7 separate regions of the Mus musculus genome follow, and all the other regions are linked to region 1. A link is a contact called in public HiChIP or PLAC-seq and promoter capture Hi-C data. All regions are on one chromosome and are shown on one strand. The core of a region is the stretch at or near the end of the contact, and the rest is flanking DNA. Distances in the headings are between cores, read along the strand shown. Region 1 holds the start of Pamr1 (peptidase domain containing associated with muscle regeneration 1). Region 2 holds the start of Elf5 (E74-like factor 5). Region 3 holds the start of Traf6 (TNF receptor-associated factor 6). Region 4 holds the start of BC016548 (cDNA sequence BC016548). Region 5 overlaps A930006I01Rik (RIKEN cDNA A930006I01 gene). Region 6 has its middle 34 kb from the start of Commd9. Region 7 overlaps Ldlrad3 (low density lipoprotein receptor class A domain containing 3).

Region 1 (2,907 bases), core at 208-2,707:
ATTTAGCTAAACACACTCGGGCTTCTGTACATGGAAATTATTAACCAAACATGGGAAGGGAAGTCTCATGTTTCTAGACTCTCTGTGTTGACACAAAGAGACGCCTCTGAAGGCTGTGGTCTCTCTTTCTGCAGCAGGCCAGTGCTCTACTCTCATGTCTTTCTTGGGCACTTGCCACCCACCTGCTAGAGCAAAGACCCCTCCTTTTGTACAAAACACAGGGTACTGCCAGCCAGTACAGAAAGGCTACAGGAAGGGATTGCCTTCTCCTAAGCAAAGTCACCCCTCTCAGGCAAATCGCAGCTGTGCTTGCTCATCTGGGAGGTTACCTTCTCTGCTTTCACCTCACCTCTCCCGCTCCACACCTCACACCTGTAGCCTCTAGCTTCACCTCCTTGCACCCCAACCCGTCAGCAGGGCTTCATTCACCTCACACCTCACCCTTGCCGCCACCCAAGACAGACAGACACACAGACACAGACAGAAGTCCCTGCTCCCTGCCTACTAAGATCCTCTTTTGAGACCTGTCATTGCCTGGCTTTGGCTCTGCAATCTGTCAAGAGGATGCCTAAAGTGCTGTCATGTCCCAATCTCTCTTGTGCCCGTAGGAGCCCATCCCCTATGAACTGTGGGTGACAAATACGCGACATGTGGGAAACAAAGGAGCCAGGACTCTTTCAAAACAAACGCTGTACACCCAGAAACAGACTGCCCATTTCTTCTAAGTTTCCCCAGGATGTGTGCTATTTTCTGAGCGAGCAGAGCTCCTGTACTGGGGGTCTGCTTTAAAGAGTTCCCACCTTACAGCTTTATCAAGCAGGGTTCATTGGAGAAACGCCCACCCAATCCCTGTTCTTCAACCCTGCGGGACTACTTTCCCAGGAAACTTTGACTTTGCAAATCAGAGCCAGTAACTCACAGGGAATGGGCTTCCCAGGGGAATGTGGTCCTTTAAAAAAAAAGATAGATAGATAGATAGATAGATAGATAGATAGATAGATAGATAGATAGATAGATAGATAGATAGCACAAGAGCTCTCTTCTTTAGCTTAGACATAGTTTAGTCCCACAATTAGGAATATCATCCTGTTCTTAAAGCGGACAACGGGAGCATCCAGCTCCCAGCCAGAAACCCCAGATTATCGCTGGAACAACCCCAACCTGTCCAGCTCCCCATCAGACCCCGCAAAGGGCTCCTGGTCACTAACAGTACCTCTTGGCAACGATGAGATGAGAAGGAGCTGCAGGAACACCAGCCCCAACTGCGCCCATCTGTCTAGCTCCATCGTTTCCCGTTGCTGTGTCGGTACCGAGTGACTGGAGGGGAGTGACTGGAGGGATGCCTAGGCGAGAACAGGGCAGCGGGCTCTGCTCTTGCCGGGACCTCCCCAAGCTCCAGCTGAAACAGAGCTCGGGTTTCAGCCCGCCGGGCTCTCCCACCCTCAGCTAGGGGAACCACCTTCGGCCAGAGCGACGTCAGCCCAAAGCTTTCCTCTTAACCCTTGAGAGGCCCGGGGAGTCGTGACCACGCCTGGAGGCCAGTGCACAGCGATCTACGGGGGACAGCGGGATACCAGAGCCCGCTCCTTCTCGCTGGACTTCCGTGATCAACCTTTGTTGATAGTGAAGGTAGAGATGTGTGGCAGGCAGCACTGACTGGGACCAGAAGTAGGAATGGCTGCGGGACCTCTCAGAGGAGGCTAGGGAGGATGCTCATTCAAACATCCCGCACCTGAGCTAGAAAGCTGAGAGGAGAAAGGAGGATTGGAGGCTGGGCTAGGAGGCTAGCATGGCACTGGGATGGGAGGCTGAGAGGGCAGGATGGTACTAGAACCTGAGATGAGAGGCTTATGGAAGAGGCTGAGAAAGGTGGCATGGAAGGCTGGAATGGGGGGCTGGGGCAGGTATTGGTTGTGGTCACCTAAATTAGGCAGACAGAGACAGATTAGAAGAGTGGCCTGGGGCCCAACAGAATGACAGAGCTGTTTACTGTTCAAGCACTAGGACCAGAGTTTATTTCCTGAAATCCATAGAAGGAGATACTCCTAAAAATTGCCACCCACCTCCATATAAGGCCGAGTATGCCCTCCCCCAACAGGCGATGGGAGGATAGAGTAAACCCACCTGCACTCCCCTCTCAACACTGCTCTACCTCCAAGCGCTTTCTTTCCCCTTTTCTGCTCTGAGCAACTGCACACACAGGCTACTGGGAAATCCTGATCTGAGTTCATGATGGTGGGGCAGCACAAGATACTCCCCAAGAGCATACAGGCAGGACCCGAGTGTCTCTATTCCACAAACAGGGAAAAGGAGTCCTTGAGAGTCTAAGGTCACACAAGTGAGGGGCACAGCTCTGAGGTTTGAGCCTATGATTATCAGATCCACAGACGGTAGTCCTAATCACTATGGTGTACAGCTTCAAAGGTGATACCCACATAAAAGTAAGTTTAACCATTAGTCAAGACGTACAATCGGTAGCGTTTTCTATAAATTCTGGAATCAAAAAGATTCAGATTTTAAGTCACTTGCATGAAATCACTGAGCTACGAATGGCAAAGCATAATATACTTGAGTCTAATTTAGACCTGGGACTTTGGGATGTGCCAATATTAGTTTGTGATGTTAGATTAAAACTCAAAGTTATGAGGCGTGGATGATTCTTCAGGGCTAGTGAGAAAAGTAATATCTCCATCCACGGAGGAGAATAATGAGAACTTTCTAGAAAGAAGGTTGAACCTGACCAGTGCCCTTGAGAAACAATGCATATATATGAATTAGTCTCTAAATTGTACTTATTCATTTTGCTCAAAGTATGTATGGCAAAGTTAACCAACAAAATGCACTTTAAATTGTTTAGGTAGATGATGGATGGATGGATGGATGGATGGATGGATGGATGGATGGCAC
Region 2 (2,907 bases), core at 226-2,725, 870 kb before region 1:
GGACTTCATTTGTTTGGTTTTTTTTTTAAGCTATATTTTTCTAAAACATCATAGAAGGAAGCTGTGGGCTTCGATCGGAAGATCACAAGTTTTAGGTTAAAGACGCAGAGAATGAGTGTTGTTTGCGGTAGTCACAAAGCAAGCGACGGAGGGCACAATTCCTGCCTAGCCTGCTGCAACCTCTGACTTTCTTGCAGGCGTGCTAAAAGTTTTGATTTTTTTCCCCATCCTGGTCTGCTAATCTGTAAGTACTCATGACCATCTCTGATAACCTACTTCCGAATCCTTAAAATGGACATCTCAACACACAGTCCGCTGAGCGTCCTGAGGATTTAATAAAATCAGTGAACATTGATTGAGTAGCTAAAAAGTTTCACTCTGAAGACTTTTGAGAAGAGGAGGCAACCAAACTGTAAAAGCTGCTGTCCCCAATACACTGAATCATAGAAAGACCCTTGCCGAGAGAATGAAGGCAGGAGAATGAAGCTTTCCGTGTGGATGAGCACGTGTAACAGCCTGGGTCTGAGTCTTTGGACTACCACACAAAACCATCTCTATAAATTACCGGGCCTTCTTGTGCCTCAGTTGCCCCATCTGTAAAATGGAGACTAAGTGCATAATGATCTAGGACCCCTATTCTGTCTTAAATTCTCCTACCTTAACGCAGATGCGGGAGAGCATGTGTTTCCAGTTGCTGCCAGTAGGGGGCAAATGCGCACAAACCCCTGAACGCATACAGACTGATAAGGTTTGAGAATACAGTGGAAAAAAACCCTAGCCACTTCTCTTCTGGAAGCACTCTGTCCTAAGGGGCTGTGGGAGGGCCAAATGAGATTCCTTTAAACTATTTTGTACAAACTCCTTAAAAAAACAAAAACAAAAACAAAAAAAGCCTTAAACAGTAAGAATACCATTCTCTGTATCAAGAGGGGCAGCTTGGTGAGCAGGCCCTCCAAAGAACTGAGGGGTGAGGCCAGGGTTGGGGGAGGTGGTGGGTTTTTCTTGAGCTGGCTATCCGTGCAGAATCCGGCTTCCTCCTAAAGGCAGCTAAAGGATGGGCAGAGATTTAAGCGCCTGTACACATTCTCTCAGCTGCCTTTGGTTTAGTGGAACCAGAGGAAGTGGGGGCCGGTGAAGAGGGTGGGTGGCCACCTTCCCGGAGGAGACAAAAAAAAATCTCTCCGGCAAGCCGTCAAACCTGAGTCAAACACCCCCGGAGGAGGCACTCTGGCTTCCTCACGGAGGGGCTGCCGTGGGAGCTGGAAACAGAGACTCAGTCCCAGGCCCCAGCTAAGTCTCTGAGCCCCGACACCCCCTTTCAATTCATTCAAAAGAGCAAAGAAAAGCTGCTTACGTGAAGACAAGTGGTGGCTAGGTCCAGACAGAAGGCTTTCAAGGCAAGAGAAGGCAAGCGCGCTCCCAGCACCAGCGGACTGTAGAAATAAAGGCACCTGTAGCCGTGTGATATAAGTGACACCTACAGACAGGTCCGTTTGGTTTTTCAGGTTTATGCACAGCCCCTTTGATGACGGTGACATACGGTGTGACACGGCTCCTCGGGGGTGGGGGGTGGTTTTCACATGCAGAAAGTTTACCTTTCTCCTGCTTTTGTGCCCAGCTCCCACCACCCACCGAGGGGACCCAGGAAATGAGCAGAGAATTCTTGCCCCCGGGGGGATAAGTGGAGTGCTGGCTGGAGCAGTCTCCGTTGAGCAAGCTGGAGGGAAGGAAATTCAGGCCTGGTGTCTGTTCATTGCAGCCTTTGCCTGGGCTGGCCAAGTCCCGAACCTCTGTATGTAGTGTTATCCCCTATTCTGTGCGTGTTAGGAAAGAAGAGCAGTGCCAAGAAGTGGTAAAGAATAAAGGTGCTTCAGGGATCAAATTCTGAGCCGGTCATTTTCTGGCTGCATTACTGTGAATAAGTTAATGAGCATATCCGGGATCCATCAGATTAATGCAATAATGGAATCTGTCCTTGGGTTGCTGGGAAGGCCATACTTGGTAATGTCAGCCAATCACCTGGAAGCCTGTCCTTGGGCGCTACATATTTCCTTCTATTGATCCTGGTGGGGACCTTCCGATCAGGGGGCAGGGAGAGAGTCAGGGAGCAGTGCTTTCACTGGCCTTTCCACTCTAAGCACCCAAAGGGCGCCATGTTTGAATACAGGAGCCATGTGACAGCTTTCCCCCTTTCCCAGTGTCCTCTGTTTTAGAAATGGCGATATGAAGGGATCGTGGAGCTGCAGTGTCAAACATCCAGAACAACACGGGGGCGGGGGGTCCTGATTGGCTTGCAAGCTGTCAGCTGTCTCACTGAGAACTACCCAGTTTTTAGGACATCTCTCAAATCTAAATGACGGCCTAGGCAGTCATCTGGGAGGAGTGTTCATAACCCCCTTTCGTGGGTTCCGTTCCTCTCTCAATCTCAGGCAGCCAAGACACCAAGGTGCTCAAACTGCAGACTCTGTGATCTTGAAGTGGAAAGCAGAGATTGACTGGTTGGTTAGGTTTTCTTGGGAACACTGGGCATAGGCACAAACACTCAAATCCAAACACCCGAACGGCGTGAAGAAACAAAAGGCAGTTCATGTGAGGAGTCATGTGTCATCATGGAAAAATAGTCGGGGCAAGATAAGTGGCCTGTTGAGGCTCTGGCTTGGCTCTGGGACCTTAGGTGGGAGAGCCAGCTTTTCTGGGTCAGAATTCTCCCAACAGTAATAGGAGAAAACGGGATTAAGTTATTTATTTATTTATTTAATCATTTTGTTGGATTTAACAGTGCCTTTAATCCCAACACTCAGGCGGCAGATATCTGTGGGTTTGAGGCCAGGTTGATTTACACAGTGAGTTTTAGGCTACCCAGGGTGATCCACACAATGAGACCCTGTATCACTAGGCATTTTTAAA
Region 3 (2,907 bases), core at 181-2,680, 870 kb after region 1:
AAATTCAAGGATCTTTTCCTTACTCGAAGATTGTTCGCATCTCTAAAACCCAAGAATTTTGGACCCTCTTTTATACAAGTCAAGTGACTAAAACTGATGAGGAGCAGATATCAAGTAAAACAGGGCTATAATACTGAAATAGTATATACAGGGCATCAAGGCTGAAACTCAAATATGATTCTTGTATCTATCATGTGGCTAAGCCACTGGTTCAAACACTTTCCTCGAGTCACATGACACCTCTTTACCCTCCATTTCAAAAACCAAAAAGAGCTCTCCCCACCCCGGCATCCTCAAAGGAGGTATGAAAGGCCAGCAGCTCAAGTCTCAAAGCCAATATAATACTTCGGCTGTGACAAATTGTTCTCGTTTCTAGACGTCTGTCACAGGCTAGCGGACTGCTCTCAGAAAACAAGCTAATCCTATACATCCAAGCGTTAGGTGCTTTCTGTTCACACACAAAGACAGTCTAAGTCTCATCCGGAGTTCCCCTGAAGCCAAATACTAGGAACAGCTTTAGCAACACGGCGTCTGGAACAATCGAGAGAGCGCAGGGGTGGGGAGGGGAACATTGGTGTCAGCGTACTTTTTTTTTTTTTAAACTTGCTGCTTAGGTTAGAACCGCTCTCGAATTTAAAAGGGCACACAAAAAGTTTTCCCCTGCACTCTGGGAGTTTGAAGGGATTTTCTCTTTTCTTCTTTTCTTTTCTTTTCTTTTCTTTTCTTTTCTTTTCTTTTCTTAATTTAAGCTGGAAGGGACGGGAAAACCCAGCAGGCGATTTCCTTCCCCGGACAGGGGAAAACACCAGGTGAGGAAGAGAGGGGCTGGGGAGAGGGATGCCGTGTGCCGGAAGGCGACAGAAACGCCAGGAGAGGCTCCTAAACCAGGGGCGGGTTCAGGACCTGTGGGGCTAGAGCAGGGGAGACCCGCAGTCCCGGGGAGGGCACAGAGGGCTCCTCCGGCTCGTGGGAGGACTGTGGGCGCATCCTGCACCTGTCAGGCGACAGGGACAGAGGTGGCTTTGTGCTGAGACAGGGGGTCCCAGGGCTACCCAGACGAGAGGGGGCAAGGGGGCGGAGTCCCGGACCCGAGGGAGGACGTGGAGATGGCCAGTCCTATCTGTGGGAAGCGAGGGCTCGCGGCGACAGGTCCCTGTCCCGTGGGGAACCGGGGGTGACTCTCCCGGGCCCGCGGCCGCCGGAACTCTAGTTCGAAGCCGCTCACTCACCGATCGTACACGCTGAGACTTCACAACCAACTGGGAAGGCTTCCCCGGGCTGCGCCGCGTCGCCTACATACACGGCACTCCGAGACCAAGTGGCTCCGACGCCAAACTCCCGGCTCGTGGGCCGCGGCTGCTGCGTCCGCCGACGGCCGGAGCCTCAGCCCCAGCCGCGGCCGCCGCTGCTTCCGCCTTCTCAGCTCGCTAGGAGCAGCAAGGGGAGGGGAGCGCGCCCCGGGACAAAGAGGCCCCGCGGGAGAGGCCGCCCCCTGTCTGTGGTCCTCCACGCTGAAGCCTTACCCCGCCCTTCCTCGCAAAGAAGTTTTCTCAATAGGCAGAACCTTACATTAATCACGTAGCCCTTCCTCGGACCAGTGCAAAACAGTCGTCTCATGCATGAAACATTTCTTCACAATTGCTGCCATCTGCATGATCCCATTCTCCAACATTGTCACGGGAGAGCTATTTTGAGTTCTCAGTTTAACTGGATGCAAATATCTACGGATTGTAACTGGCACAATGCAATAGATGCCCAAAAGATTTTCACCCTCATCTGAAAATTTGACTCATCTTCTCCATCTGATATGAAAGGTATTATTGTGTATTAAGGCTGTTAGGTAAGGTAAGTAGATACATGTAAATAAGTTATTTAAAATCATCTAGGAAATAATATGTGCAGTAAATATCAATAATACTATCTTTTGCTGACATCTTAGTAGAAGGATTCTTTCAAACATAAGAATCTAGTACAACTCAAACTCAATTCTTCCTCTATCCCCTTTAAAAAGTGCTTTGAAATGTTTAAGGCATGAAGAGTATAAAAAGCTACACCCAGGCTTCTGTGTGCTCATCACGCAGTTTAAGAAGTAGAAGGAAGCAAGTTGAATTGCAATACTCTGCGTATAGCTGTCCCCTCCACTTATATAAGTAAACTCCTGAGGTATGCAAAAAGGGATCATCTTACAAAGTCAGTGGTGGGTAAAGGACCAGTGAGATGTCTCAGCGGGTAAAGAAACATGACTTTAGTCCTGACGATATGCGCTGGAACTCCAGAACCTACACCGTAGAAGAGAACCTATTGCCAAAAGTTGTCCTCTGAACTACAAGTGCACACAATGGCATGCACATAATGCACATGTGTGCAAGTGCACGTACATACACATACACACACACACACATGCGCACACTACAAAAAAGAGAGAGAGAGAGGCACAGAGAAAAGAAAAGGCAGGGCATTGGATTTCCTTCATTTATTAGTGTGACCTCTGGAGCAAGTTAGTCACGTGACAGACATTACAAGCTTCCACTTCCTAAATCATAGAACAGGTTTACATCATGGGTGGTACCTTACACACTGTTGTCAAGGTGAACTAATAAAAAAAATTGATGTGGGAGAACTTAGCAAGAGGCTTTCAAAAAGATCAGGTGTTCTGTGTTTATTTCTTTTTGTTTTTGTTTGTTTGTTTGTTTGTTGGTTGGTTGGTTTTTTAACACAGGGTTTCTCTGTGTAGCCTTGGCTGTCCTGGAACTCACTTTGTAGACCAGGCTGGCCTCGAACTCAGAAATCCGCCTGCCTCTGCCTCCTAAGTGCTGGGATTAAAGGTGTGCACCACCACGCCCGGCTCTGTGTTCATTTCTTTAAACTGTTTTTCTGAATGTTCTTGGGGGGGACCTCATCCTAATT
Region 4 (2,907 bases), core at 265-2,764, 840 kb before region 1:
TGGCCTTGGCTTGCTCTGTGCTGTGTGGCCCTTAACCTGGTTGGTCACTGGGCTTTGATGTTAAGTAAAAATCTGGTGAATGGTCAGCATTGTTCTCTCTCCACTGCTGCTGTCTTCTTTCTCTGTGAGAAACCTGGCAAATTCTTTCTCTAAATGGGGTATTCTTCATTCAGAGGCCAGACAATGGCTCCCTTTCACTGGCCATTCAGTCTCTAGTAACAGAGACCATGGGGCCTGCCAACAATCTGCTTGTGAAACTGGCCCAGTTGAGGTCCTGAGACTGAAGCAGGGCACTGATGCCCAGAGCAGAAGTGGCTCCACATTGTGTGCAGGGCTTCCTGAGAACCAGCCTCTTCTCAGAAGGAGAGCTGCAGGCAGGGCTGAGGCTTGCTCGAGTTCCTCTCCCCAAGAGGCCGCCAAAGCTTCTCCAGCAGGCTGACACCTGTTCATTTGGCAAAGGGCACCACAGGGTATAGCTGGGAGACTTTGAGTTGGTGGAGTGACCTCTCTGGGTTTTAGTTTCAGGCTGAAAGACTTAAGAGGTAGGTTTGCTATAAGCCTTCAATGGCAACTGTAGTGTGTGGGCCCTTCACTACGTGCTGCATGCTAAATTGAGGCTGATTCTTGTGTAATTTAATCCATAGAACTAACATAGAAAAGTAGATGTGAATGAATGATTATCCCTTATAAGTGAGAGAACCGAAGAGCAGAAGAAGAAATGCAGACAGCCAGGGCAGGAGCCAGACCCTGGGTTCTGGCTTCCCATACTGAGAGTCAGTGGTGTATTAGCTGTTAGCTCTAATCAAATATTGCTTAGGATTCAGTATGGAATAGGGAAAAGTGCTGATAGGCACCAAGGGAGATTTATATTACTTTCAGTGCACACAGAACCACAGTATTGAAGCTAGAATTGAGTTTTGCAGGCACCATAAAGGAAAGAAACCACCCCCAAGAGTTGATGGGGACCAATTATGTGCTAAGATTGAGAGCATCTTTTATGTGCACAGGGAAAATAAATCTGAAATATAAGACTCATTGTCCATGCTGGGACCGATAATGCAGATCAAGGAGCAGTGTAGATGGTGTCCTGCAAGCCCCTTCTGATGTTCAGGACTCTTCTGATGTTTAGTAGCCACGTCAGGATCCTGTTGGCCCTGACAAGTGCACTCACCTTTATGTTTTGGTCCATTTTTTTTCACAACTTGATGCATTTTGCCCTTACTCCCTGTGCCCCATAAAAATCAGAAAGGGCTGTTTCTTAGGTGGTTTCCTTGGCAGCCATTGGAGAAGGGCACTAATATTAATATTTGTAATAACCTTGATTGTAGCTAATGCCCAGCAGCCACTGAGTTCTGTGTTCTGAATAATGTTGCAAGAATCCCAGAGATACTATCACATTTAATTCCTACAATGCTCCTATTCAGTCAAGCTCAAACTCTCTCCCCATTTCTCTGCTAGGTAACGATGACACAGATCAGTCAAACAACTTGCCTAAGGTCACATAGCTAGTCATGGCAGAGCTTGGATGTGAACCATGCTGTTTACCTGGTAAGCCTGAGGGAAGCTTGTGCTGCAGTCTTCACGTCCCTGACCTGGTATTCTGTTGGTAGCTTCTCTGTGGAGATGCTCCATAGGGAGGTCTCACCTAGAATCACTCACCTGCCACTCTATTTTTGTTCTTGGTGTATGGGGTTTTAAAATGATTCTGACTTTCTATTGTTAGATGATCGTGGCCTTTGTCTTTGTTGAACTTGGCTCTGACCTGCTTGCTCAGCTGGACTCTTGGGATTCTAACATCCTTCTCCTCCTCCGAGAATCCAGGGCTTTGTTCCTGTCCTAACTTAAGGAAGGCTCTCCCTCTGCAGGAGCTGAGGATCCTGTGATTTCTCATTCTGTACCCCTGCTCTTTGGGCTCTTTCTGTGTCCCCAGCCTTTGGCTCTGAGAGTCACACTGAAATCCTGGAGTGGTGGTTGGAGAACCCTCATGATTCTGGCTTTGTTGTTCCATTCTTATGGTTAGAACAAGTTGAATGTGGAGAGAGCAGCTCTCACAAAGGTTCACATTAAGAAGTGGCTGAGCCAGGATCCTAGCCAAGCCAGCATGGCACTGGAGCTAGTGGCTACCATCTCATGTGACATCCCTTTTCCTTCCTTTAGATGCTCCAAGTGTTGGGCTGTTTGTGTGTGTTCTGAAACTCCTTTCAGTGTGTGAATAATTCACTAATTTGCTCGCCTTTCCATTTCAGGTTGCTGGGAACAGCTATCACGTGAGGGCATGTGTGTGTGTGTTCTACCTGTCCTCCCTTGATACTCCTGAGGTAGCTGGTCCTGTGCCCAACTTTGATTCATTTCTAGTGAAAAACAACCTGACCTGAAGATAAGAATTCACTCCAGCAAGATCATCAGCTATGATAACTGGACCTCTCAGAGTTCATGTTAACTGGTGACTTATTGCACTCAAGAGTCCTTATGTGTGAGAAGTGAGTCCTGGGCTAGGGTGGTGCTCAGGGGAAGATGGAAAAGCAGGCCTGGTTCTTAAGGGTAGCTGAAGCCTGTGGTCAGTGGGTGGGTCCGTTGTGTGTGTGGAGAGCTGGCTTAGGCTCTGTAATTGGCAGAAGGTCAGCTGTTTTGGTTGTTCCCTTTAGAGTCACTTTGACATCCTGAGTCTTAATTCTCCAATAGAGACCCAATCTTAGCCTCCTTACAGGTGAGAGGGTGGGGAGATTTAGGACGTTCCAGTGAGGCCTCTCCAAACTCACTCTGTTTTGAAGCAGGCACTATGAAGAAGCTGAAGGTATGAAGGATTGAGTGGCAAGAGTGGCAATAGCCAGGGTTCTGGAAAGTTCTGGGAAGCACCGAGGCATGATGTGTCTATGCCTAGCAGTGATGGCAGTGACATCTCCGAAA
Region 5 (2,907 bases), core at 263-2,762, 800 kb before region 1:
CGTTGCAGATGCTCAGGAGAAGCCGTTGTGAGCGTGGTGTATAGGGGGAGAGGTGGGCTGTGGGTCTCCATTTGGGAATCATCAGCCTAGAGATGGTACTTAGACGCTGAATTGTTTCTTCACAGAGGGAGGGTGGATGCAGAAGAGTAGAGCATGAGAGTACAGGTTTCAGGTCATGATGTTCAGAGGGTGGGGCATCAGGAGGACAGCTGGTATTTATAAACACTAGAACGAGAATATGAGAATCGATATCAGGACATTTACCAAAGCACTATCTGGTAGGGGGTGACAGAACAAGTCCACAGAAAGCTCTCCCAACGGTACAACAGATCCAGGCTGGTGGCCCCATCACCGCCAAGCAAGGGTGATGCTGTGCCCTGCTGTGCTGCTCTCTCAAAAAATGTGAGCGTTGTCTCTAAGCCAATTGTAAATGATGGCCAGGGTCATAGGGTTTTCTAACATGCTGGGCAGTCAGGCAAACAGCTGTAGGAGTGGTTGCAGGGAGACTGGGGGGCTGTAGGTGACAGGCAGGGATAACTCGGGGTGACAGACTCTCTAGCTGCTCCCCAGAAGCCATAGTTATGGGAGAAGCCATAGTTTCCTCAGAAGCACTTGGCACGTTGTCCGGACAGCAAGAGAAGCCAGTGCTGCCATTGATAGCTGTGTGACTTCAGGAAAATTGCTCAATGTCTCCCAAGCTCTATTTCCTCGTCGCTCATGACTAATAATTCCGTCCATGGGGGTATTTGTAAAGATTAAAGAATGTTAAGTACATTAATGCGTGTAGTGAACTGCAAAGCTATATGCAAATACAAGCGTTGGAACTAAGGAGGTCTGTGATTCCTGGCTCCATTTACACAAGAATGGATTGTCACACTTTGCATAAGTGATGGGTTTTCCTTTCTGAAGTTACTTCTTTGAGATCCCTAATCCTTACCATTGGGAGAAAGACTGGGGTTAGGAGAGAGGAGAAGGGTAACACAGGAGGTGAATGACCAAAGCACATTAATACATGTTTGAAAACATCTTAATGACACCCATTATTTTGTACAATGAGTTAGGCTGGTGGGGGGGAGACAAAATCGATATTTTAGAGAAAAAAAAAAGCTTCACAAACTGAAAGTGTCTTCCATTATTTGCTTTAGAGTTAAAGCATGAGCCACCATCCTTGGACTGGGAACACAAGAAAGACATTTCACTTCCCCCATCAATGATTTCTCTCTCCCTCCGGTTCCTTATCTGCCTCCTCCTTATCTCAGAAAAGCCTTTAGCCGGTTGCCAGGAGAGATGGCTGATCTTTCTCTTCTGCCTCCCGCAATGCTGATAAAAAGCAGGAGGGGGCACAAGGGATGGAAACAATTCTGGTCCTGCCAGCCTCAGTCCAAGGAGCATTTTAGGCCAGGGGATGGGGTTCCCCTGCTGGGGGCGGGGAGATCAGTAGGTCTGTGTGTTCCAGTCTCGACAGTCCAAAACCCTCTCTTGACATTGGGAAAGTCAGTGAGTTGGATTCAAGCTTTAGGGACTCTTTGGCTGCAGTCTGGTTACTTCTGCATGCAGCCACTAGATGGCAATGTCTTCCTAACCCTAAAGCAAGGTTTTGCTTTGGAAAAATGCCAAGTTTTAACACAGACAAACCACACACACACACACACACAGACACACAGACACACAGACACACAGACACACACAGACACACACACACACACACACACAGACACACAGACACACAGACACACACACACACACACACACACAGAGACACACACACACACACACACACACACACACACACACACACTTGTTCTCCCCTAAAGTGCAAAATAATATCCATATCAATAGGGAAGCAAAGAACGTTCTTTCTGAAAACTCTGGGTAAGTTAGTGATGCAGACAGACAGGGCACCTGCTGGAAGGAGGCATATTTGTGAGGACTGAGGTCTTCATTGAAGATGTCTTCAGTGGCTGCAGACAGTGTCATCAGGGAGCTATGGGAACTGTTGGGTATTAGGAAGCTGCAGAGGTCATGGAGATGTGCCCTAGATGGAAGGTTTGTGTGAAGAACCCTGCAAAACTCTGGCCCATGCCAAGTGCCGCCTGGCCTTGCAGAAGTTGGCCTTGCAGACACATGCCCAGGGCTGGCTGTTAAGACTGTCCTGGCAGAATCAAGGACCTCCTTTGCAGGCAAGGAATTCAGAGAGAGACAGTGCGATGGGAGCCTTCTCTTGTAGATGGGGAAACTGAGGTCAGAGCAAGGAAGGTCTCTGGAGTCTGTCTTCTTGCTAAGTTTCTTTGCATGTAAACAGCCCAATTGACTTTAAATGGCTTTTCCCAATGTCTCATGCTCTTTGATGAGCTAGCATAGCTTCTTAAGCTTCCTGGCTCCAGCTTGCCAAGCGCCAGTGTCTATGCAAACCCGGGCATGCTGCAGTGGTTGAGGTTCCAATAGCAGATGAATATGTTCAAAGCCATCCAGCAGCCAAGTGATCCGGTAGAGGAGAAAAGTCATTCCAAGTAATCGCTTATTAACTCGCCAAGCAATCTCACATCTCACCGTAGATGCTTTGCAGCTAATAATGATAATAATAAGTACTTATTTAGTGCTTCTTGTAGATCAGTCTCCATTTTAATCAGTTAGTATCATAGAGCCACATTATTCCAACAACACCATGAAATAGATCCTACTGCCATTTTTTTGAGTCAGGAGCTGTCTGTCTATACAGCTCAGGCTGTCCTGGAACACAGGAGAAATGCCCCCCCCCCCCCCCGCCTCAGTTTCCACAGTGCTTGGATTACCGATATCTGCTGACAAATTTGGTTCAGTTATTACTCTGTCTGTGTTACAGGTCCAATAGGGTAAATCAGAGAAGGTAAATAACTCGCCTACGGTTACACAGCTGGAAGGCACAGA
Region 6 (2,907 bases), core at 223-2,722, 630 kb after region 1:
TGGCAAGGAGTTGTGGGTAACCTGTAAACGACTGTTGGAAATGGAATCTAAGTGTCACATGAATGAAAATATTCCCCAAAAGTCTTCAGATGTGGCTGCCACCTTGATTTTAGCCTTTGAGAGACCTGAGACAGAAGTCCTGATTGAACTATCTGGATTCCTGATTGACAATTACCATGTGGCTTAGTCAGGGTTTCTATTCCTGCACAAAACATCACGACCAAGAATCAAGTTGGGGAGGAAAGGGTTTATTCAGCTTACACTTCCATACTGCTGTTCATCACCAAAGGAAGTCAGGATTGGAACTCAAGCAGGTCAGGAAGCAGGAGCTGATGCAGAGGCCATGGAGGGATGTTCTTTACTGGCTTGCTTCCCCTGGCTTGCTCAGCCTGCTCTCTTATAGATGCTGAGGCCATGGAGGGACATTACTTACTGGCTTGCTTCCCCTGGATTGCTCAGACTGCTCTCTTATAGAACCCAAGGCTACCAGCCCAGAGATGGCACCACCCACAAGGGGCCCTCCCCACTTAATCACTAATTGAGAAAATGCCTTACAGCTGGATCTCATGGAGGCATTCCCTCAACTGAAGCTCCTTTCTCTGTGATAACTCCAGCTTGTATCAAGTTGACACACAAAACCAGCCAGTACACCATGAGATAATAAATATGTTCCTTTTGAGTCATTAAGTTCTGAGGCAACCTGTTATGTGTCCATAGATGACTGTACACAGCCAAATGAAATATCACCTCAATGTTATTTCTTCTGCTTCCTTAAACATTCAGGCCGGCCCTCCTGGGCTGAGCATTCACAGTGACAGAGCCAACACATCCTTCAGACTTTGTGTTTCAAGGTCCGAAATCAATCGGAAGCTTCACTATATCTCTTTGAAAGGCTTCCTGGCTTGAACATGTTTTCCAGATAGAGGCCAAATCCTGGACCTCTAAAGACATGTAATGCCAATCTTTGGAGCTGAGGTGGCATTACCTTGAGAGATGGTGACAAAGATTCCTGAAAGTGACCTAGGGCTCTCAGATGAAATGATGGCTATTAATCATCCTGATAATGAGGGGAATGGCTTATATTTTGGACAAATGTGGCTACCAGGTCCTATGTTTGAGCCTTTTCCAGTGGGCTAGCAAAGTGTTGTTGTTTTAATATATCCCAAGCTCCTGACATTGAATGAAAGTGGACCCTGCAGAGAGCTCTGGACCCCTCTGACCCTCAGCTAGAGCTAAGACATAGTATGCTAGTAAGGGATGGGGAAGAAACTGGGCCTTTTTCCAGTCTCCCCAAGATCCATGGTTTCCTAGGCAACATTAAACACCCAGCTGAGGCCCTAAACAGAAGCAAAACAAATCAGCTCCCTGAAAGAATGTCTACACTGCTACCATCCCACAAATTATGTGGCTTTGCAGAGGATAGCTGGGAAACCCACGACAGAAGAGACAAAGAACTGAGGCTTGTATTCTCCCACAAGCTGCTGCTGCTGGGGGCTGGGAGAGGGAGAAGGAAATAGAGGGGTTACCTAGGCACCTTCAGTCCAACCTCAGGGAAGGCGGAACAGCTCCTCCCTCAGGGCCTCAGAGTTCTGTATGTTGAGACAGCCTCTCCTTCTCATCCCCTGGCTGCTGCAGGCCAGAGAACAGTCACCACGCTCTGTGAACCACAGGTTCTGCCACATAGGCTAAATCCAGGAAACTGCCAGGGGGTGTCTGGGGCAGTCAAAGCTCTTGACCTTGGGCTGCAGTCTTCCTTTAGGGTATGGGATCCAGTGAGTCTGGGTGGAGAAAGGCCCTAAGGAAGCTTGAGGGGGGTGGGGAGAAAAGAAAAGTTGCTGTGGGGTCTGAGAGGCTTGGGACTGAATCCAGCTTCAGATACCTGCACCGTGAGCTTGGGTATATTTCCTGATATACCTTTCAAGTCTCAGTGTCCCCATCTAAACATGTCCGGTAGTTTACTTCCTGTGTGTCTACCTTGTACGGTTCAGCAGGTCAAGTGAGATACTTGTCTTGAACCCAGATTTAGGGGAGCGCCAGAAAATTCAGTAACCAGAATAATTATTATTCCAATTATATAATAGATGCATGTATGCATGTGCATGTGGTATAAATATGTGTTCTTGTGAGCGTGTGCACATGCAAGTGTGTATATATGTATGTGCATATAGAGACTTAAGATCTGAGTTGGTGTCCTCTTTGATTGGTCTCCATGTTATTTTTGAGACAGGGTCTCTCTCTAAACCTAGGGCTCTTTGGTTGGGGTAAACTGGCTGACCAATGAGCGCCTATCCCTGTCCCCTTCCCGAGATAATGAGCTCCAGAGGTTTGTCTATCCCCGTCCCCTTCCCCAGACTTGAGGTTATAAATACAAAGCTGTACCTGGCTTTCAAGTGTTCTCTTGCTTATGTGCCACACAGTATACTAACCAAGCCATCTCCCCCAGGATTTTTAGTGCAATATATTTAAAACTCTATATTAGTAAAAAAAAAAAATTGATGACAGAAAAAAATACCACAAGGTATTGTCTGCTCAATAAGTGCTTGTGGACCATTAGCAGACTTTGGATTTTCAGCAGGCTCAGAAGGCATGAAGGGCCTTTGCTGGCCAGCCTTGGCCCAAGTTCAACTTTATCATCCTGATTTACACTAACTAGTACAATGATTAGCTGAATACATAGAGAGAGCCTATAGACCCATCTGATCCTGTCATTTCTACTCCTCATCCCTGTCCCCTTGGATATGTTATTCTGCCAATCTAGGCCTCAGAGTACTTATGTGTAGATTAGGGAACAAACACTATCTCTACCAAAGGGTTTTACAACACAAGATACCTGACCCATAGCCCATGCTCAGTCGCCATGGCTGTCATTATAGCCTCATTTACCGGGCATCAGGATAACATGAATTT
Region 7 (2,907 bases), core at 248-2,747, 570 kb after region 1:
CCCAGGTCCAGAGCTAGGGGTAGGTTCCTGTGTAAAGCAATTGATGGGATATTTATGTACACACACACACACACACACACCAGTTCTCACAACAAAGTGAATAAAAGATAAGTGATTCTTGAGCCAATTATAATAAGTAGCCATGGCCCAGAAACACAGATCCAGGCTGCTACAAATACCACATTCCAACAAGGTATCAGTTTCATGATGATTTTATAGTTTGGCAGTAATCGTAACTCAGAACAACTTTTTTACACATTTAGGTATTTTACATGTGTGCGTGCACATGGTACCTCTGAAGGCTAGAAGAGGGCATCAGATCTTTAGAGTCATGGAATTCCTGAGCCACCATGTGGGTGCTGGGAGTTGAGCCATAGTCCTCTAGAACAGTGCTTCCTAATCTTTCTAAACGCTGTGACCCTTTAATAGGGTTCCTTATGCTGTGATGACCCACAACCATAAAATTATGTTGTTGCTAATTTATTAGTGTAATTTTGCTACTATTATGGAACATAAATGTAATTATCTGTGTTTTCCCTTGGTCTTAGGCTACCTCTTCATAAGGGTCCTTCTACTACTCCAGAGGGGTCACGACCCACACAGGTTAAAAGCCACTGCTCTAGACTAGCTGCCAGTGCATTTCCCACTGAGTAGTCTCTCCAGCTCTCTGGATATCCTTTAAATACACCGGTGGACCATCAAGGAGGCAGTTAGACAGCAAGCCGGGCTAATCGCAATTTAGCTTTGGGCTTTTGGAAGACTGGGGTCTGTTCATAAATTCCAAATGGATTTATGCAATAGTCACAAGGATCTTAGTCACACACAGAGGTAGGCAATACATGGCTCTCTAGGTGAGCTAAACATACCCAGTATACTTTGACTTTGTGCCTAGAACATTCCAAATCTCCATGATCATTGAAATTGTAAACAGTCAGTCCTGCGGTGTCTAATGTAGGTACAACTTTTCCTGGGAATTTCACTTGATTGACACGTAACGGCTTAAAGTACACAGCAGAGGAGGCTGACAAAGCTGGAGGCGAGGTTGCCTCTGGATTCATGAGAGATACATAGGATACTAAAAAAAAATGTTCTCCCAGAAGTAAAGTCTTGAAGCTATACTACTAGACTATGAGTCACTCATAATGCCTCCTTGCCAGAGATAACAAAAGCAATGGGTATCAAGAGTATATGTAACCAGGAACTTAAGGAGCATGCGCATGCCGAGGGCAGGGATGGTGATGAGTGTCAGCTAAATCCTCATCTTCCACAGTGGGGAGACAGTGGGTAATTCCTAACAAGGGTGAATCAAAGAGAAGCAATATAAGCTAAGTACTTAGAGACAGCCTAAGATCCATCTCACTAAAATTGGGGGAAATGTTTGCTTCTAGAGAGAGTCAGAGAATGTTGTTAACTTTCATCAAGCTCCACACAGCTCTTAGTCTCTTTAAATTGTGCACACATGTGACTTGTTTAAAAAAAAAAAAAAAAAGAATCCCAAAAATGCGCTGGTGAGAGCCAGGGCCACAGGCTGAGGCCACGCGCACACTGAGCTGTGCGAGAAACGGCTCTTTCAAGTATTCTCAGCCATGCAACAGATGGTCTGGGCGCGCCGAACCTCTCTGCACCCAGCTCTCGGCTTTGGAGCCTCTGCAGCAGTGGAAGGACAGATGCAGGGGTGACATTTCAGAAGCCTGTGACCTGACTTTTTTTTTCTCTGCAGAGTAACTGCAGAATGAGCCATTTATTGAAAAATCTTATTCTGAACATTTTGGTCAACCACAAAGCTGAGGAGGCGGCAGAGGTGCCATCCCAATGGGTCCGGGTCACATGCAGGCATCACAAGGGCCCTTTGTGGGCTAAGCTATAATGTAACCCAGGTCTTCAAAGCAAAGCCACATGGTGCCTATCTGAGGAGCCAGATAGGATCGATTCTCTTTTCTCCTGCTCTCTCAGACGGCTGGGATTCAATCCAGGGGTGTGGGTGGCAACACAGTCCTCTCCAAGCTGCAAATGCAGACTGTGTTTCCTAAACCAGCTGCCTGGCACCCTGTGGTGGATTAGCAGCGCCCCCTTTCCTAGATGAGGTCTCAGGCTTGTGGCCAGCTACCAAGACTGCAGAGCTCCCACTACGATCTCTGTCTGGTGCCTCTGAGCATTGACTGTGCAACCAGACCAAACTGCATTCATAGGCCCAACTTGATACTTAGCAAGCCTCTGTTCTTTCTTCTTTAAAATGGGGTGAGGCTGCATCCCTGGGGTTGTGGTGAACATCCTGTGAGCTGATGTGCATGTGTTTCTGATCCCAGCATCTGCGCCCAGTGGCAACTGGGTTGGGCAGAAAATTGTTACTTCCTTGCTTTAAAACCTCCATACCCTGTGTCTCCTTTGGGGTCCACTTCCTTCTTGCCTGGCCACTCTCTTTCTGCTAGAACTCATGTCACATTCAGCCATCAGAGAGTTTTACTCCCAAATATTGCTTTTATCCCTGCCCATCCCTGCTGGGGAACGCTCTGGGGTTATAAGACTAAATTCTACAGCCTGTTATTTAAGACCCGGTACCACTACCTCTTGCCTTTTCTCTATCTACTGTGTCCAAGCAGGAACCTTCTTTTCTCTTCCACGTAAGTCGCTGCTGCCTCTGCCTGCTGCTTACTGTCATAGTCCCCTCCCCCAAAGTCCTCTTTAAAGTATCACTTAAGAACTGGCGTGGAATAAGACCCACTTTCTTCAAAAGCTTCCATGACACTTCCACCTTATTCAGGCCTTTCTACCTCCATGGCTTTTCTCGCTAAAGTCAGCTCAGGCCTCTTGCAGTTTCCCTGGCCAGCAAAGCCCCTGTGCGCTGTGGCAAAGGTCTTCAGGATCTGCAACACTGGTGGACTTGGATTCAAGCCCGACCTCTGCAAC

What was found. Promoter capture Hi-C pulls out the DNA fragments that hold promoters and counts their contacts. HiChIP or PLAC-seq counts read pairs in DNA pulled down with a chosen protein or histone mark.
Region 2: a contact with region 1 is called in a promoter capture Hi-C map of hippocampal neurons, with 3 times the contacts expected there. The contact joins the promoter of Elf5 here to the promoter of Pamr1 in region 1. A contact is called at or near these places in 2 of 39 promoter capture datasets (the 3T3-L1 cell line and hippocampal neurons) and 1 of 9 other capture datasets (adipose tissue).
Region 3: a contact with region 1 is called in an H3K4me3 HiChIP or PLAC-seq map of stem cell-derived neural progenitor cells, with 5 times the contacts expected there. The contact joins the promoter of Traf6 here to the promoter of Pamr1 in region 1. A contact is called at or near these places in 3 of 39 promoter capture datasets (cranial neural crest, embryonic stem cells and hippocampal neurons) and 3 of 115 datasets of contacts at active chromatin or transcription factors (embryonic stem cells, extraembryonic endoderm stem cells and stem cell-derived neural progenitor cells).
Region 4: a promoter capture Hi-C map of hippocampal neurons shows a contact between it and region 1, with 6 times the contacts expected there. The contact joins the promoter of BC016548 here to the promoter of Pamr1 in region 1. A contact is called at or near these places in 9 of 39 promoter capture datasets (the 3T3-L1 cell line, the C10 cell line, the HPC-7 cell line and 5 more), 1 of 484 Hi-C or Micro-C datasets (bone marrow-derived macrophages) and 1 of 9 other capture datasets (macrophages).
Region 5: a promoter capture Hi-C map of hippocampal neurons shows a contact between it and region 1, with 7 times the contacts expected there. The contact joins the enhancer-like site here to the promoter of Pamr1 in region 1. A contact is called at or near these places in 4 of 39 promoter capture datasets (the C10 cell line, hippocampal neurons, liver and 1 more) and 2 of 115 datasets of contacts at active chromatin or transcription factors (bone marrow-derived dendritic cells and pancreatic cancer cells).
Region 6: a contact with region 1 is called in a promoter capture Hi-C map of hippocampal neurons, with 4 times the contacts expected there. The contact joins the enhancer-like site here to the promoter of Pamr1 in region 1. A contact is called at or near these places in 9 of 39 promoter capture datasets (the C10 cell line, cranial neural crest, embryonic stem cells and 4 more) and 3 of 9 other capture datasets (adipose tissue, liver and macrophages).
Region 7: a contact with region 1 is called in a promoter capture Hi-C map of hippocampal neurons, with 2.8 times the contacts expected there. The contact joins the enhancer-like site here to the promoter of Pamr1 in region 1. A contact is called at or near these places in 5 of 39 promoter capture datasets (cranial neural crest, embryonic stem cells, hippocampal neurons and 1 more), 1 of 484 Hi-C or Micro-C datasets (cerebral cortex), 2 of 115 datasets of contacts at active chromatin or transcription factors (extraembryonic endoderm stem cells and trophoblast stem cells) and 1 of 9 other capture datasets (embryonic stem cells).

Annotation. Positions count from the first base shown.
Region 1 is chr2:102,548,571-102,551,477 of GRCm38.p6, reverse strand. Pamr1 (peptidase domain containing associated with muscle regeneration 1) reads right to left here and starts at 1,457. Exons shown (of 11, transcript NM_173749.4): 1 at 1,214-1,457. The coding sequence starts at 1,286.
Region 2 is chr2:103,422,636-103,425,542 of GRCm38.p6, reverse strand. Elf5 (E74-like factor 5) reads right to left here and starts at 1,475. Exons shown (of 7, transcript NM_010125.3): 1 at 1,355-1,475.
Region 3 is chr2:101,676,943-101,679,849 of GRCm38.p6, reverse strand. Traf6 (TNF receptor-associated factor 6) reads right to left here and starts at 1,430. Exons shown (of 7, transcript NM_001303273.1): 1 at 1,230-1,430.
Region 4 is chr2:103,387,651-103,390,557 of GRCm38.p6, reverse strand. BC016548 (cDNA sequence BC016548) reads left to right here and starts at 1,514. Exons shown (of 3, transcript NR_130965.1): 1 at 1,514-1,548; 2 at 2,247-2,480.
Region 5 is chr2:103,346,151-103,349,057 of GRCm38.p6, reverse strand. All of the region lies in intron 1 of A930006I01Rik (RIKEN cDNA A930006I01 gene), which reads left to right. Among named protein-coding and RNA genes, the nearest start is that of A930006I01Rik, 25 kb to the left of the region's middle. Within about 2 kb of position 1,512, at least 34 of the 459 cell types and tissues checked have an H3K27ac peak or open chromatin away from gene starts, as enhancers often do. A contact at or near this core is called in pancreatic cancer cells, where this site is marked.
Region 6 is chr2:101,918,851-101,921,757 of GRCm38.p6, reverse strand. No RefSeq gene overlaps it. Among named protein-coding and RNA genes, the nearest start is that of Commd9, 34 kb to the right of the region's middle. Within about 2 kb of position 1,472, at least 16 of the 459 cell types and tissues checked have an H3K27ac peak or open chromatin away from gene starts, as enhancers often do. A contact at or near this core is called in hippocampal neurons, where this site is marked.
Region 7 is chr2:101,982,306-101,985,212 of GRCm38.p6, reverse strand. The region is part of intron 4 of Ldlrad3 (low density lipoprotein receptor class A domain containing 3); the gene reads left to right. Among named protein-coding and RNA genes, the nearest start is that of Gm39888, 8.2 kb to the left of the region's middle. Within about 2 kb of position 1,497, at least 105 of the 459 cell types and tissues checked have an H3K27ac peak or open chromatin away from gene starts, as enhancers often do. A contact at or near this core is called in cerebral cortex and hippocampal neurons, where this site is marked.